Linked DNA regions of Pan troglodytes: region 1 is linked to region 2. Evidence: chromatin contacts called from public HiChIP or PLAC-seq data. All regions are on one chromosome and are shown on one strand. Each heading gives the region's core, a stretch centred on a gene start, on an enhancer-like site or on the middle of the called end of the contact. The rest is flanking DNA. Distances are from core to core; before and after follow the strand shown.

Region 1 (6,917 bases), core at 4,252-6,751, 140 kb before region 2:
CATGTTGAGGAAGTTTCCTTGTATTCCTAGTTGATTGAATATTTTTTCTTTTTGATTGTGATAAAATATACATAACATAAAATTTACCATTTTAGCCATTTAAAAATGTATAGTTTAGTGTCATTAAGTACGTTGGCATTGTTGTGCAATCATCACCAGCATCCATTGCCAGAACATTTTCATCATCCCCTACTGAAACTCCATACCCATTAAACAATAATGCCCCCTTCCCTCCTTCCTCTAGGCCCTGACAACCACTGTTCTACTTTCAGTTTCTATGAATTTCATGACGCTAGGTCTCTCATCTAAGTAGAATCATACAATATTTGGTATTTTGTGTCTGAATTATTTCACTTAGCATCCTGTCTTTGAGGTTCATCCATGTTGTGGTGTCAGAATTTCCTTTCTTTTTATGGCTAAATAATATTTTGTTGTATGCACAGTCATGAGTCACTTAACGATGGGGAAATGTTCTGAGAAAGGTGTCATTAGGTGAGTTCATCATTGTGTGAGCATCGTAGAGTGTACTTACACAAGCCTGAATGGTATGGTCTACTATACACCTAGGCTATGTGGTGTAGCCTATTGCTCCTAGGCTACAAACCTGCATAGCATGTTACTATATTAAATATTGTAGGTGATTGTAACACAATGGTATTTGTGTATCTAAACACAGTAAAAATATGGTATTATAATCTCATGGGACCACTGTCGAATGTGTAGTCTGGAATGATGTTATATGGTGCATGACTGTACGTAACATATTTTGTTTATTCATTCATCTGTGAATGGGCATTTGGGTTGTTTCTACCTTTTGGCTATTGTGAATAATGCTGCTGCAAACATTGGCATACGAATATTTGCTTGAGTATTGGCTTTCAATTCTTTTGTGTATATGCCTAGAAGTGGAATTGCTAGATCAAATGGTAATTCTTTTTTTTTTTTTTTTTTTTTTTGAGATGGAGTCTTGCTGTGTCACCCAAGCTGGAGTGCAGTGGCACGATCTTGGCTCACTGCAACCTCTGCCTCCTGGTTAAAGTGATTCTCATGCCTCAGCCTCCCAAGTAGCTGGGATTACAGGCATATGCCACCATGCCTGGCTAATTTTTGTATTTTTAGTAGAGACGGGGTTTCACCATGTTGGCCAGGCTTCTTGAACTCCTGAACTCAAGTGATCTGCCTGCCTCTGCCTCCCAAAGTGTTGGGATTACAGGCATGAGCCACCACACCAGGCCTCAAATAGTAATTCTATGTTTACTTTTTTAAGGAACCTCCAGGCTGCATTTCCACAACAACTGCACCATTTTACATTCTCACAAGGGTTGCATTTTCTCCATATCCATATCCATATCAACACTTGTTTTCTGCTATTGAGTGTTTTTATTATGAAAGGGTGTTGAATTTTGTCAAATGCTTTTTCTGCATCAATTAAAATAGTCATGTCATTAGCTGGTCGTGGTAGTGCACAGCTGTAATCCCAGCTACTTGGGAGTCTGAGGAAGGAGGATCACTTGAGCCCGAGAGGCAGAAGTTGCAGTGAACCGAGATCGAGCCACTGCACTCCAGCTTGGGTGACAGAGTGAGACCCTGTCTCAAAAAGGTCATGTCGTTTTCCCTTTCATTCTATTAATGTGGTATATTACATTGATCGATTTTTGTATGTTTAATCATTCCTGAATTACAGAAATAAATCCTCCTTGATCATGATGTATAATCCCTTTAAACTGTGCTGAAGATGGTTTGCTAGTATTCTGTGCAGGATTTTTGGATCTTAAAATTTTAGTGCAAGTAAGGAAAGCAGCATATTTTTCCCTGGTAATTATGATTGAGGGATGCAAATTTAAGTTAGAAACTTGAAAGAACAGAGATTTTACATATTATTATAATATGTTCCATGTTTTCACAGTAATTATTAAGAAGGCAATGAACCTGACATTGCACCTCTGTGAATGGTATAATTAAACATTTTACAAATGTGATAGAACAGTTGGAAGTTTATTTTCCCTGAAAAGAAAATTCCTGCATAGAAAAATCAGAGATCTGAAATCCATTTTTCCACTGAAGATAGTTTAAATTTTAACTATTACACTATGGGCTAAATAGTTAACCAAGTTATGAATGCAAAGAAAAAGGCTTGAAGGAAATTAAATGTGCCACTCCAGTGAACATGCAAATGATGAGAATGAAAAACAGCAGTACTACTGATATGAAGAAAGTTTTAGTAGTCTGGATAAAAGATCATAATAGCCACAACAATCCCTTAAGTCAAAGCCTAATCCAGATCAAGTCCTTAACTCTCTTCAATTCTACAGAAGACTACAGAAGAAAAGTTTGAAGCTAGCAGAGGTTGGTTCTTGAGGTTTAAAGAAAGAAGGCAACTCGGCCAGGTTCAGTGGCTCACACCTGTAATCCTAGCACTTTGGGAGGCCAAGGAGGGCAGATCACCTGAGGTCAGGAGTTTGAGACCAGCCTGGCCAATATGGTGAAACCCCATCTCTACTAAAAACACAAAAATTAGCCAGGCATGGTGGTGGGTGCCTGTAATCCCAGCTACTGGGGAGGCTGAGGCAGGAGAATTGCTTGAACTCGTCCGGGAGGTGGGTGGAGGTTGCAGTGAGCGAAGATCATGCCACTTCACTCCAGCCTGGGTGAAAGAGCGAGACTCCGTCATAAAGAAAAAAAAGAAAAAGAAAAAAAAGAAAGAAGCCATTTCCATAATGTAAAAGTACAAGGTGGGAAGCAAGTGCTGATGTAGAAGCTGCAGCAAGTTATCCAAAAGATCTAGCTAATTTTATTAGTAAAGGTGGCTACATTGAAGAACAAATTTTCATTGTAGGCAAAACAGCCTTTTACTGGAAGAATATGCTACCTAAGACTTTCATAGCTAGAGAGAAGAAGGCAATCAAGGCCTGGCTTCAAACCTTCAATGGAGAGGCTCACTGTCTTGTTAGGGGCAAGTGCAGCTGATGACTTTAAGTTGAAGTCAGTGCTCATATACCATTCCCCAAATCCTAGGGCCCTTAAGGAACATATTAAACCTACTCTCCCTATACTCTATAAATGGAATAACAAAGTCTGGATGACAGCAAATCTGTCATGGTCTACTAAATATTTCAAGCCCCCTGTTGAGACCTACTGCTTGGAAAAAAAGATTCTTTTCAAAATATTATTACTCATTGACAATGCACCTGGTTACCTAAGGGCTCTGATGGAGGTTTAAGAAATTAATGTTATTTTCATGCCTGCTAATCCATTCTGTAACCTATGGATTAAGGAGTAATTTCGACTTTCAAGTCTTATTATTTCAGAAATACATTTTGTAAGGCTATTGCTGCCATAGATAGCAATTCCTCTGATGGATCTGGGCAAAGTCAATTGAAAACCTTCTGGAAATGATTTACCATTTTAGATAGTACTAAGAACATTCATGACTCATGGAAGCAAGTCAAAATATAAACATTAACAGGAGCTTGGGAGGAGTTGATTACAATCCTCATGGATGACTTTGAGGGGTTCAAGACTTCAGTGGAGGATGTAATTGCAAATGCGGGACACACAGCAGGGTCTCACTCTGTTGTCCAGGCTGGAGTGCAGTGGCACGATTGTGGTTCACTACAGCCTCGACCTCCTGGGCTCAAGCATTCCTCCCACCTCAGCCTCCCAAGTAGCTGGGACTACAGGTGCACATCATGCCCAGCTAAGATTTGTATTTTTTTGTGAAGATGAGGTTTCACTATGTTGCCCAGGTTGGTCTCGAACTCTTGAGCTCAAGCAATCCTCCTGTCTCAGCCTCCCAAAGTGCTGGGATTAATGTTGCAATCTCATGATAAAACTTGAACAGATGAGGAGTTACTTCTTACGAAGGAGCAAAGAAAGTGGTTTTTTGAGATGGAATCTCCTGGGGAAGATTCTGTGAACATAGTGGAATGGCAACAAAGGATTTAGAATATTACATAAATATTAGTTGATAAAGCAGTGGCAGGGTTTGAGAAGATTAACTCCTTTTTTTTTTTTTTTTTGAGACAGGGATTTTCTCTGTCACCCAGGCTGAAGTGCAATGGCGCAATCATGGTTCACTGCAGCCTTGACCTCCTGGGCTCAGTGGATCCTCCAACTCAACCTCTTGAGTAGCTGGGACTACAGGCATACGCTGTCACCACATGGCTATTTTTAAATTTTTTGTGGAGACGGGTTTCACCATTTTGCCCAGGAATTTTAGCCCAATTTTAACATCAACGTGTGTACACTGTTTTTTAGACATAATGCTATTGTACTTTTAATATATTACAGTATAGTGGAAACATGTTTATTATATACACTGGGAAACAACAACAAAAAATTGAGTGTGGCTCTCTTTTTTGCAATGGCCTGGAACTGAACCCCCAGTCCCTCCAAGGTATGCCTGTAAATGGACCAAACAGGAAGCAATCTCGTGGGTTTCATATTAAAAGCTTTAAACATTTATATACCTGTTATTTATACAAAGTGTGCTTACAGGCATTTACTATGTAAAATTGTAACTCATAACTTTCCTTTAGTTAACAATTGTAGAATAAAAAGTTATCAGTGGAATAGCCAGTCTCTGTAATAAATGCATATTGGTAAATTTTCTCTGAGCCAAGTGTACAGTTTGTAAATTTTCTTTCTGTTATGTTTGTTCTGATTGTTTATTAAGTATAACTTTGGGTCTGTCAAATTAAATATTTAAAAGTAAGCTTACGTTTTGCATAGTTGTTTTTAAATTTCACTTTTTCTTTCTTTTTCTTTTTTTTGAGACGGAGTCTCGCTCTGTCGCCCAGGCTGGAGTGCAGTGGCCACAATCTCGGCTCATTGAAGCCTCAATCTCATAGGCTCAAGCGATCCTCCCACCTCAGCCTCTCTACTAGCTAGGACTCCAGGCATGGGCCACCACGCTCAGCTAATTTTTAAAAATCTTTTACTTTTTGTAGAGATGGGGGTCTCGCTATGTTGCCCAGGGTGGTCTGGAACACCTGGGCTCAAGAGATCCGCCCTCCTCGGCTTCCCAAAGTGCTGAGATTACAGGCGTGAGCCATTGCGCCCAGCCTCGAATAATTTAATTTTAATGTTAATTTAGTAAGTATCAGTCACGGACAGATTGGAAAAAGAAAAACATCTGATCCCTCATCTTGATAGTGAGTAGCACTGGTTTACACAGCAAGGCTGCTCCTTGAAGGCTGACACTGCATTTTATTCAAATTTTCCTGACAGTGGGACTTAGGCAATTATATATTGAATAAATAAATGAATTTTCACTCCGCTGCTGGGTCCAGTGGTCTCATAAAATGTCTATCATAATTTCTCAATGATTAGCCTTGGTAACATCTACTTAAGTTTATTAAATGCCAGGATCCACGCTACGCCCTTCACCATTCATTCCCCAGCCTTCGCTCCCACGGTCTCTGTGGGGATGGGGCGTGCCCAGCACTACGGCCCGCCCTACCTATGCATTCGTTGGTCGAACTCGACGCCCGTTACTGCCGAGTCCCGCCCAGGCCTTGCCCCCTCGCAGTCGGCCAGGCCGAGAGGAGGCGTGGCCACTGCCGCGCCGGGGCGGTCTGGCGGAGGCGGGGGAAGGTCTCCCCTCGTCTCGTGATACTCTGGGCGAGCTCGCGGGCGGGCTGTGGGTCGCGAGCCGCCGTGGGAGCGCGTGTCGCGGTCCCCAGGAGCCGCCGGCCGACGCTCCGCCCCGCCCCCTTGGCGCGCAGGTCCCGCGCGAGCTCGCGCACGCGCGCGCGCGCACCCGCCAGAGGCTTGTTTGAGGCCCGCGGGGACTGGGCGGGCGGAGGCCGGGCTGCCGAAGTGTGAGGGGAGGAGCTCGAGCCGTCGCTGCTGCCGCCGCTAAGGGAGAGGAGCATGTCTGCAACTCGAGCCAAGAAAGTGAAGATGGCCACCAAATCATGCCCCGAGTGCGACCAACAGGTGGGTGCCGGGGGCCGGGCGCGCGGGCGGGCGGCAGTGGCTTGGCGGCCGTTGTCTGTGGAGGGGGCCTCGCCGGGCTCCCGGAGGCCGAGCGGTGGGCAGATCCTGGGGCCCGCCGGCGGCGGCGGGGGTCCGGGGCCGGTCGGGCTGCACCGAGGGGTTTCCCGGGAAAAGCCCGGGGCCGTGGCCCGCCAGCGTCCACCTGGCGGCGGCCAGACGGCCAAGCCCCTTCTTGATGTGTCCCGGCCACTGGAGGAGCGCGCCTTTGGTGGGCTCACCGGGCGGCTGTCTGGAGCCCCAGACTCTCCTCGCCGGCGGCGGTGACAGCGGTGGGAGCCTGCGGGCCGCAGCCCCGGCGAGAGTGCGCCGCACGCCCGCCTCCGAGGCCAGGCCCTGGCTCCGAGAGCCCCTCCTGCGGCCGGGGCGGCTTTGTTCCCGGTTCCGACGGGTGCGGGGCTTCCCCAAAACGGCCCCTCCGCGACCGGGGCGGGCGCCTGAGTGGGACAAAGGGGGCCGCGTGTAATGATTTTGAGTTTCGGCGAATTTGGAGATTTTTTCCCCTTCCTCATGTATTTATTATATTTTTGCTGTGCAATCGCGAATCCTGCCTTTACATCGTTGTTAATGGGTCATGATTGAATAAAGCCCCTGTTTAAGCCCTTCCTCCTTTTTGGGCGCTCCTTACTTCCCCACCCCTCGCAGTATCCACTGTTAACAAATTTGGCCTGTCTGCTTCCAGATCTGTATACCTGTCTGTCTGAATGTCTCTCTCTCTCTCTCTCTCTCTCTCTCTCTGTCTCTCTGTCTCTATCTCTCTATCTCGTTTCTTGAATTTGAAACGATTCCTTTCTACATTGAGTTCATGGTGTAATAGTTGTAATTTAAAACATCTCATTTCAGTGATCGCTGTGTTGAAGCGTGTCTCAATTCTTTACTGGAATAATAGACATTCCTTTAAGCCTTAACATCTAATGAGT
Region 2 (6,612 bases), core at 3,306-5,805:
TACATTTTGTTTTCTAAGGAGTTTTCTGGCAAGATAAAAATAAGATAACTTTAGACAAAGATTATCAACAATTACTAATATTTCCAAGGTAACATTTCAGCATACACATAGATAACCCACAATTGTAAGATTCAGATGTGAGAATTTATCACTAAAATGTTATAAATTCCTTGAAGAACAGTTGTAGCCAGTGTTTTTTTTTTTTGTTTTTTTTTTAAGAGACAGTGTTGCTGTGTTGCCTAGGCTGCAGTGTAGTAGCGTGACCATAGCTCACTATAACCAAGAACTCCTAGGCTCCAGTGAGCCTTCAGCTTCAGCCTCCCGAGTAGATGAGAAGCCAGGACTGGAGGCATGCGCTGACACCCAGCTAATTTTTTTTTTTTTTTCTTAAGAGATTGGGGTCTTATTATGCTGTCTAGGCTAGTCTTGAACTCCTTGCCTCAAGCAGTCCTCCTGCCTCTGCCTCCCAGCGTTGGGATTACAGGCGGGAGCCACCACGCCTGGCCCAACCAGTACTTTTTAAAAAATATGAGCAGAAAAATCACATGTGAAGACTGTTTTAATGACAGATATCATCTCTTACAAAAGGCAGACTGAAATCAGAATTCCCAGCATATGTATACAGCTGCTATTTGGCTAGTGGAATTCTGGCAACACTAGTTCCAAGTTGTTAGCTACATTATGGGATAAACTGGGAATATAGTCACTTGGCCAATATTCCTAATATTATTTCTAGGGGAAAATATGCTCTGAATTGATATCAACTAAGTTAGAAGTATTCCTTGGGGATGAAAAACCCACTTGTAAATTGGTAACTTTTCTGAATGTTTAATGAAATACCTACTTGCATGCTGAAAGCAGTGCAGCAGAAGTGAAAAGTGGCCTGGATAAGTCAAGATCCACTTGCTGTGTCTGGGGAAGACTGGACTCATAGCTAAAGGAGAAGTTATTGCAGAATTATCTGTTAGAAAATATTATTTGAAAAGAGACTGAAAGTATCAACCAGAACTTACAAGCTTTTAAAATGGATATGTGTGCTGTCACTTAACATGAGTCATTTTTTTTAAGACTGAAAATTAACCAGAATAGGACAATGGATAATTTGTATCTATCAGTATAAATTTTCTAGTCCCCCCCCCCCCCCCGCCCGCCACCGCCGCCCCGCCCCAAGACGGAGTCTTGCTCTGTCATCCAGGCTGGAGTGCAGTGGTGCAATCTCGGCTCACTGCAACCTCCACCTCCTGGGTTCAAGCAATTCTCCTGCCACAGCCTCCCAAGTAGCTGGGATTACAGGTGCATGACACCATGCTCAGCTAATTTTTGTATTTTTAGTAGAAATGGGGTTTCACCATGTTGGCCAGGCTGGTCTTGAACTCCTGACCACATGATCCACCCAACTTGGCCTCCCAAAGTGCTGGGATTACAGGCGTGAACCACCACGCCCGGCCTATTGGTATACATTTTCAATTAAGGTTCTTTATGCCCCATACCTTTTTAGTATCTTTGAAGCCATGTTCACTGCTTCTGTACAGCTAAACTGTACAGCTAGGTCTCTTATTCCAATATTTGAATTCAGGCCCAGTAAACACTCAAAAGATTTAAGACAGCTCTGATATGTCTCCTTGTTCAAACCAGAAAGTTTAATTAAATAAGCCTGTGAAAGGAAAAACACATACACAAATCATAAAAACCTTAAGTTCTATATATTAGTACCCTTAAACACTTGTTTAATAAGCAGTATAACTTTTCAAAATTAATTTTGTGGCAAGTCACTCTACCTAAAGGTTTAGCTTCATTTAGTCAAAAAACTGGTAATCATGTCAGGCTGAGGAAGTACTGCTTTCAAAGAGTTCAAACTATGCAAAGGCAGGCAGTCATGCATATGCACAGATGATTTAAAATTATAACACAATATTAATATAGTCAAAATAGGCAGTAAAAAACCACAGGAAACACATAGATGGTTACTTGTGTTTATACAAAGGTGCTAACGTGTAATTTATTGGGAAAAGGAAGGAGAGAAGTAGCGGGAGTGGAGTAGGGGGCGGGGTGGTGTGTGTGTGTGAGAGAGAGAGAGAGAGAGAGTGTGTGTGTGTGTGTGCGCGCAGGAGAGAAAGAGGAAAAGGAAACTAGGAAAAGAAACAGGAGGATCCACTGTGGGAAACCAGCTCTGTCTGGGAGACTTAAGGAAAGTTTCAATGTAACAATAAGGCAAGGTCATGTAAGACAAATAGGAGTTTGCCAGAAGAGCATTGCAGGAAAAAAACAAGGTATTGCATTTTCAAAGCCACAAATCATTGACGTGCAGAGTCTGTTAAGTGAATACTGCAGCTTGAGGCCAGGATTCAAGAGAGGCTGGAGAGTTTGATGGTCATCAACAAAGCTTTGTTTTTAGTATTACCATTTAATGAGTGTATCGTTATGACACAGGTGCTGTGTTAATGGTGTTATGTACATTTAATCCTCATAATAATCCAGCGAAATTGGATATTTTATCTTCACTTTATGGATGAGGACACTGGAGGCTAACAGAGGTAGCTAGTGTGGAGATTTGATCTCAACATGCAACTCCTCCTGACTGATCCCAAAGCTTGTTCTCTCAAACACTGTGACATTGGAAGAAAAGCATAGGGGTTTGGAAATACGTGCTTTAAAAGGAGGGTAATGCTAGCAGCAATGTGGAAGATGGCATCTAGCCGAGAAAGAGGTGGTCAGGGAAAACAGTGAAGAGTAAAGAAAACATGGCAAAAAAATATTTTCCAATGCAAAATGATTCTACAGTATTTCCAGAAAAACACACAAGAATACCCAGGACAATTCTAAAACAAGAGTTTTTACTAGGGTTTAGTTCAACCAAAAGTTAAAAGAGCTTCAATGTTGCACTGGATTATTCAGACATTCGGTGGGACCTACTTACCCTGTCCAAGGGGCACTTCATCCAGGAAGCTGCAAGGTCCAGGCACATGACTGCACTGCTGGTCTCCGTGGTGCGTGCGGAGAGGCCGACACACTTCACCCGGGACAGGCGCAAGTACTCCTCTGCTTTCCTGGTTAAAAGGGCAGTGTGTTCGCTACAACTTATTCAGAAGTTTGCTCAACACGTTGGTAAACAATGAATACAGCCTGGTTAGCTTCACACTAAGCCTAACTCCTGTGGCTCGTTTATCTGGGGCTGGGAATGAAGGTCATATCCTCTGGTGAGAGGAAGACAGAACCAGCACTGCCTCCAAACATCACTGTGCTCAAATGCTTTCAGGCAAAAGGAAGTTAAATTTTGACCAAAAAATTACCCTTCTTTCCTCCTTCCATTACTGGAACAAGCATGAACTATCAGAGACAGGCAGGTTAGACCAGGGTTCCTCCTTTCCTCCTATTTCCTTTAAATCAGTAGTTCTTAAGCTTAATTGTAGGCGAAAATCACCTTGAGGACTTGCAAATTACTGGGTCCCAGGCCGAGTTACTGATCAGCAGGCTTGAGGTGGGACCCAAGAATTTGTATTTCTAACAAGTGACAAGATGATATGGCTGTTGCTGGTCCAGGAACCACATTTTGAGAACCACTGTTCTAAATGACTACCGAGTCCTGCAGGTTTGTCTTCAGATCTTTTAAGTGCTGTTTTCCTTGCCTTCCCTCGCCTGACTGCTCCACGTTTTAGCTACAATGGCTTTATTTCGAACCCCGGATCCCGCTTCCCATCTCAAGGCTTTTACAGGAGCTGTCGCCCCTGCCTGGGCTGCTCTTGCCATATCTTTCCTCGCCTAGCATCTGCCATCAATCCGGCCTCAGCGGGAACGGCGCCTGCTTTTCCGAGTTTTGTTTGTTTCTTTGTGTTAAAGGCAGCCGCTAGGCCGCGCTCCACCCCAAGCCCAGTGGCTGGCCGCGCTCCACCTCAAGCCCAGTGGCTCTGGCGCATTGCCCGGTTAAGGTCTACACAGTCCTCGCCCTTACAGACAGCGGGGTCTGCGCCTCGTTGTCGGGTTCGCCGCTATAAACCCGACTGCAGTAGGCGTTGGCGGAATGAACGGAAAGTTCTCCCTGGCTCATTTTTTTGCCACCGTGTGCCACCCACGGACAGGGCTGGCTGTTCCCAGGGACGTGTGCCATCGCCGTTTGCTATCGCCCTTCTTGCCATCTCATTCAAGCTCACGGCCGAGAAGTTTTTCTTGAAGTAGGCCCTAAACCCCGCCCGGCCCCAGCGCTCCCCGTCACTCCCCCGCCGCCCGTCGCCTGGGAAGGGCGCGGACCTCACCTGAGGGCCCAGGGCCGCGAGGCGGAAGCCCAGCCCTGGCCTTGCGCGGCCGAACTCACCTCAGCATGTCGGGCTCGGCGAGGCCCAGGCGCGGGGCTAGGCGCCCGATCAGCTCCGACCCCATGGCGCCGGCACTAAATCGAACAACTCCCGTGAACGCCGCGGGTCAACGAAACCCGCGCGCAAAGGCTGCACCGGCCAGTGAGAGCCAGGCCCCACCCCCGGCGCATCTGGATTGGTTAGGACAGGACGTTGAGACCGTCCCACAAACCAATCAGGGTCTTCCTTTTGCGCATGCGCATCAATAGCGCACTCGCCAACGCAGATGCGGTGAACGTGGACTTGTCGTCTCCCCCTCCTTCCATTCCTTCTTGACAAACTCATCACACACTGCCTTTCCCTCCTGTTGTCTCCTGCCTGCCGCCGGGCGATCCCCACTGCCCTGCACTGCTCCGCCCACTCTCGCACGCTGTGGTGAGACTGGCTGGCGCTCAGCTCCGTCCATCTAGCGTTAAGTGACAGGGCCAATAAGCACGCGAGACTCGGGTTCCTAGAAGTAGGCCAATCAATGAGCCGCCTGTAGGGCCCGGGGGCGGGGCTAGGGAGGGCGGGGCTTGGAGGGGCCGCAGCGTCACATGACCGCGGGAGGCTACGCGCGGGGCGGGTGCTGCTTGCTGCAGGCTCTGGGGAGTCGCCATGGTGAGTGCTGAGGGGGCAGTGGCACCTCGGTCGACCTTCCTTGTAGCCCCTGCTCTCTCCCACCGCCCCGCACTCCAGCGAGTGGAGAAGGGGCCCCACAGACCGTTCGGGATTAAGACCAGCCCGATTTGGCCTGCGGGATAGGGGACAGCAGGAGGAAGGCCGCGGGCAGGCTGATCCGGGCCGGGGTGGGCGGCGGCTCTTGGCTGCGGCCGTTGCTGAGAGACGGGGCGGCCTCTCTGTGGGGTTGACTTGGCATGTAGGCTTTGGGGTCCATGAAGGCCTGCGGCCTCCTTTAAGTGGAATCGGTCACCTGCCTACCACGAGGGGACCGGTAGTCCTAGGTCTGAGCGTCTGGCCCCCGGGGCGCGTGGAGGCCTTGAGACTCGGAGGTGGCGCCGGGACCCGCCCAGATGTTGCGTTTCTACCTTTGTGCCTAGTTGTGCTCGGCCGTCCCCACGCCCTCCTGGAGGGGTCGCAGTGGTTCCTTGGCCTTTCTTGGCCTCATACCCGCCTTCGGCTGCAGTGTTTGTCAGCGAGTTCTGGGGACCTGCTTACATGAATTTCCTGGAAGGACTCAGGCTGTCTTCTAATCCTGACGGTCGCAAAGGAGACTGATTGTTTACTTTAGCATTTGTGCATTGGGCGCACCTTGCCTCTTTTGTCTCGCCATTGATGAAATCCAAGTATTTGACTTGCTGGAAGCAGTACTTCTCCTTAGGGCCCGTCTATGACGGCAGCAAATCGTGGTGTGGCTGTTGGCCGGTAAACTTGAACTTCCTCAAAATGTGAATCTTTGTGTCTGGTTCCCACAAAGGCAAGTTGTCACTTGCATTTTATTAGCGTTTAACATAGCCTGCACTGTGTAAATAAATTTTTTGAGTATATACTGTATGTCCGCTTTAATTACCTTACTCACTCTGTGTAGATAGGCTTCTGTAAATCTGTGAGCCTGGAAACAGATTTCACTTTAAATGTCTTAATGCCAGAAAGGATTAAGTGTTTTACAAATACTATTTTCATATAACATGTTGCCGTACAAGGTGATTTTGCCGGTTTCTCAGGATTTTTATAATTGGGAATTGATACAAGACCGGCGCAAAATTTAACTTTAGGATTTGTGTGTTTCCAGCGTTTATGGATTGACATTTATATTGTTTTGTAATGGAAAACACTTAATTGAGGATGTATTACACACTCCGATTCTTTGTTGGGTGAACCAGTTGGGAGCAATCAGCCAGACACACAGTCTTGTCCTCATGAATTTTATTGGGAAAGGAAACTTGAGTATTCGTTCTTTCACAGTCACTGTCTATAATTTAGGCAGCTCGCTTAGTCTTCTTGGTGTCGCACTTTTGCATCCGAAAGCAAGTGTTGGCGGCCCCTTTGGCCCTTCCCAGCCCTAAAATTCCAGAATCCACTTCAATTCATCAAACATCTTGTGTGCCTTCAGTGTCACGGACTGTGGCCCTGGGTACCAGTGTCGAACTTAAGAGGCTACTGGGGGAGACACGCTTGTAGAACTTAACTGTAATACAGTGTGTGGATTGCTTTACTAACATTGTCAACTCAGTGCTTTGGGGTCATGGAGGGATAGTTTTGCCTGGGGATTTTGGGAAGGACTACAGGAAGTAACGTGAACTGAGACTATAAAGAGGGTGGA

The links. HiChIP or PLAC-seq counts read pairs in DNA pulled down with a chosen protein or histone mark.
Region 1: a contact with region 2 is called in an H3K4me3 HiChIP or PLAC-seq map of stem cell-derived excitatory neurons, with 4 times the contacts expected there. The contact joins the promoter of C16H16orf87 here to the promoter of VPS35 in region 2. A contact is called at or near these places in 1 of 7 Hi-C or Micro-C datasets (stem cell-derived neural progenitor cells) and 1 of 1 datasets of contacts at active chromatin or transcription factors (stem cell-derived excitatory neurons).

The regions. Positions count from the first base shown.
Region 1 is chr18:44,859,604-44,866,520 of NHGRI_mPanTro3-v2.0_pri, reverse strand. C16H16orf87 (chromosome 16 C16orf87 homolog) reads left to right here and starts at 5,501. Exons shown (of 4, transcript XM_016929787.4): 1 at 5,501-5,940. The coding sequence starts at 5,875.
Region 2 is chr18:44,716,956-44,723,567 of NHGRI_mPanTro3-v2.0_pri, reverse strand. VPS35 (VPS35 retromer complex component) reads left to right here and starts at 4,555. Exons shown (of 17, transcript XM_024349820.3): 1 at 4,555-4,724. ORC6 (origin recognition complex subunit 6) reads right to left here and starts at 4,686. Exons shown (of 7, transcript XM_001161833.8): 1 at 4,310-4,686; 2 at 2,918-3,047; 3 at 1,491-1,654; 4 at 845-934. The coding sequence starts at 4,374.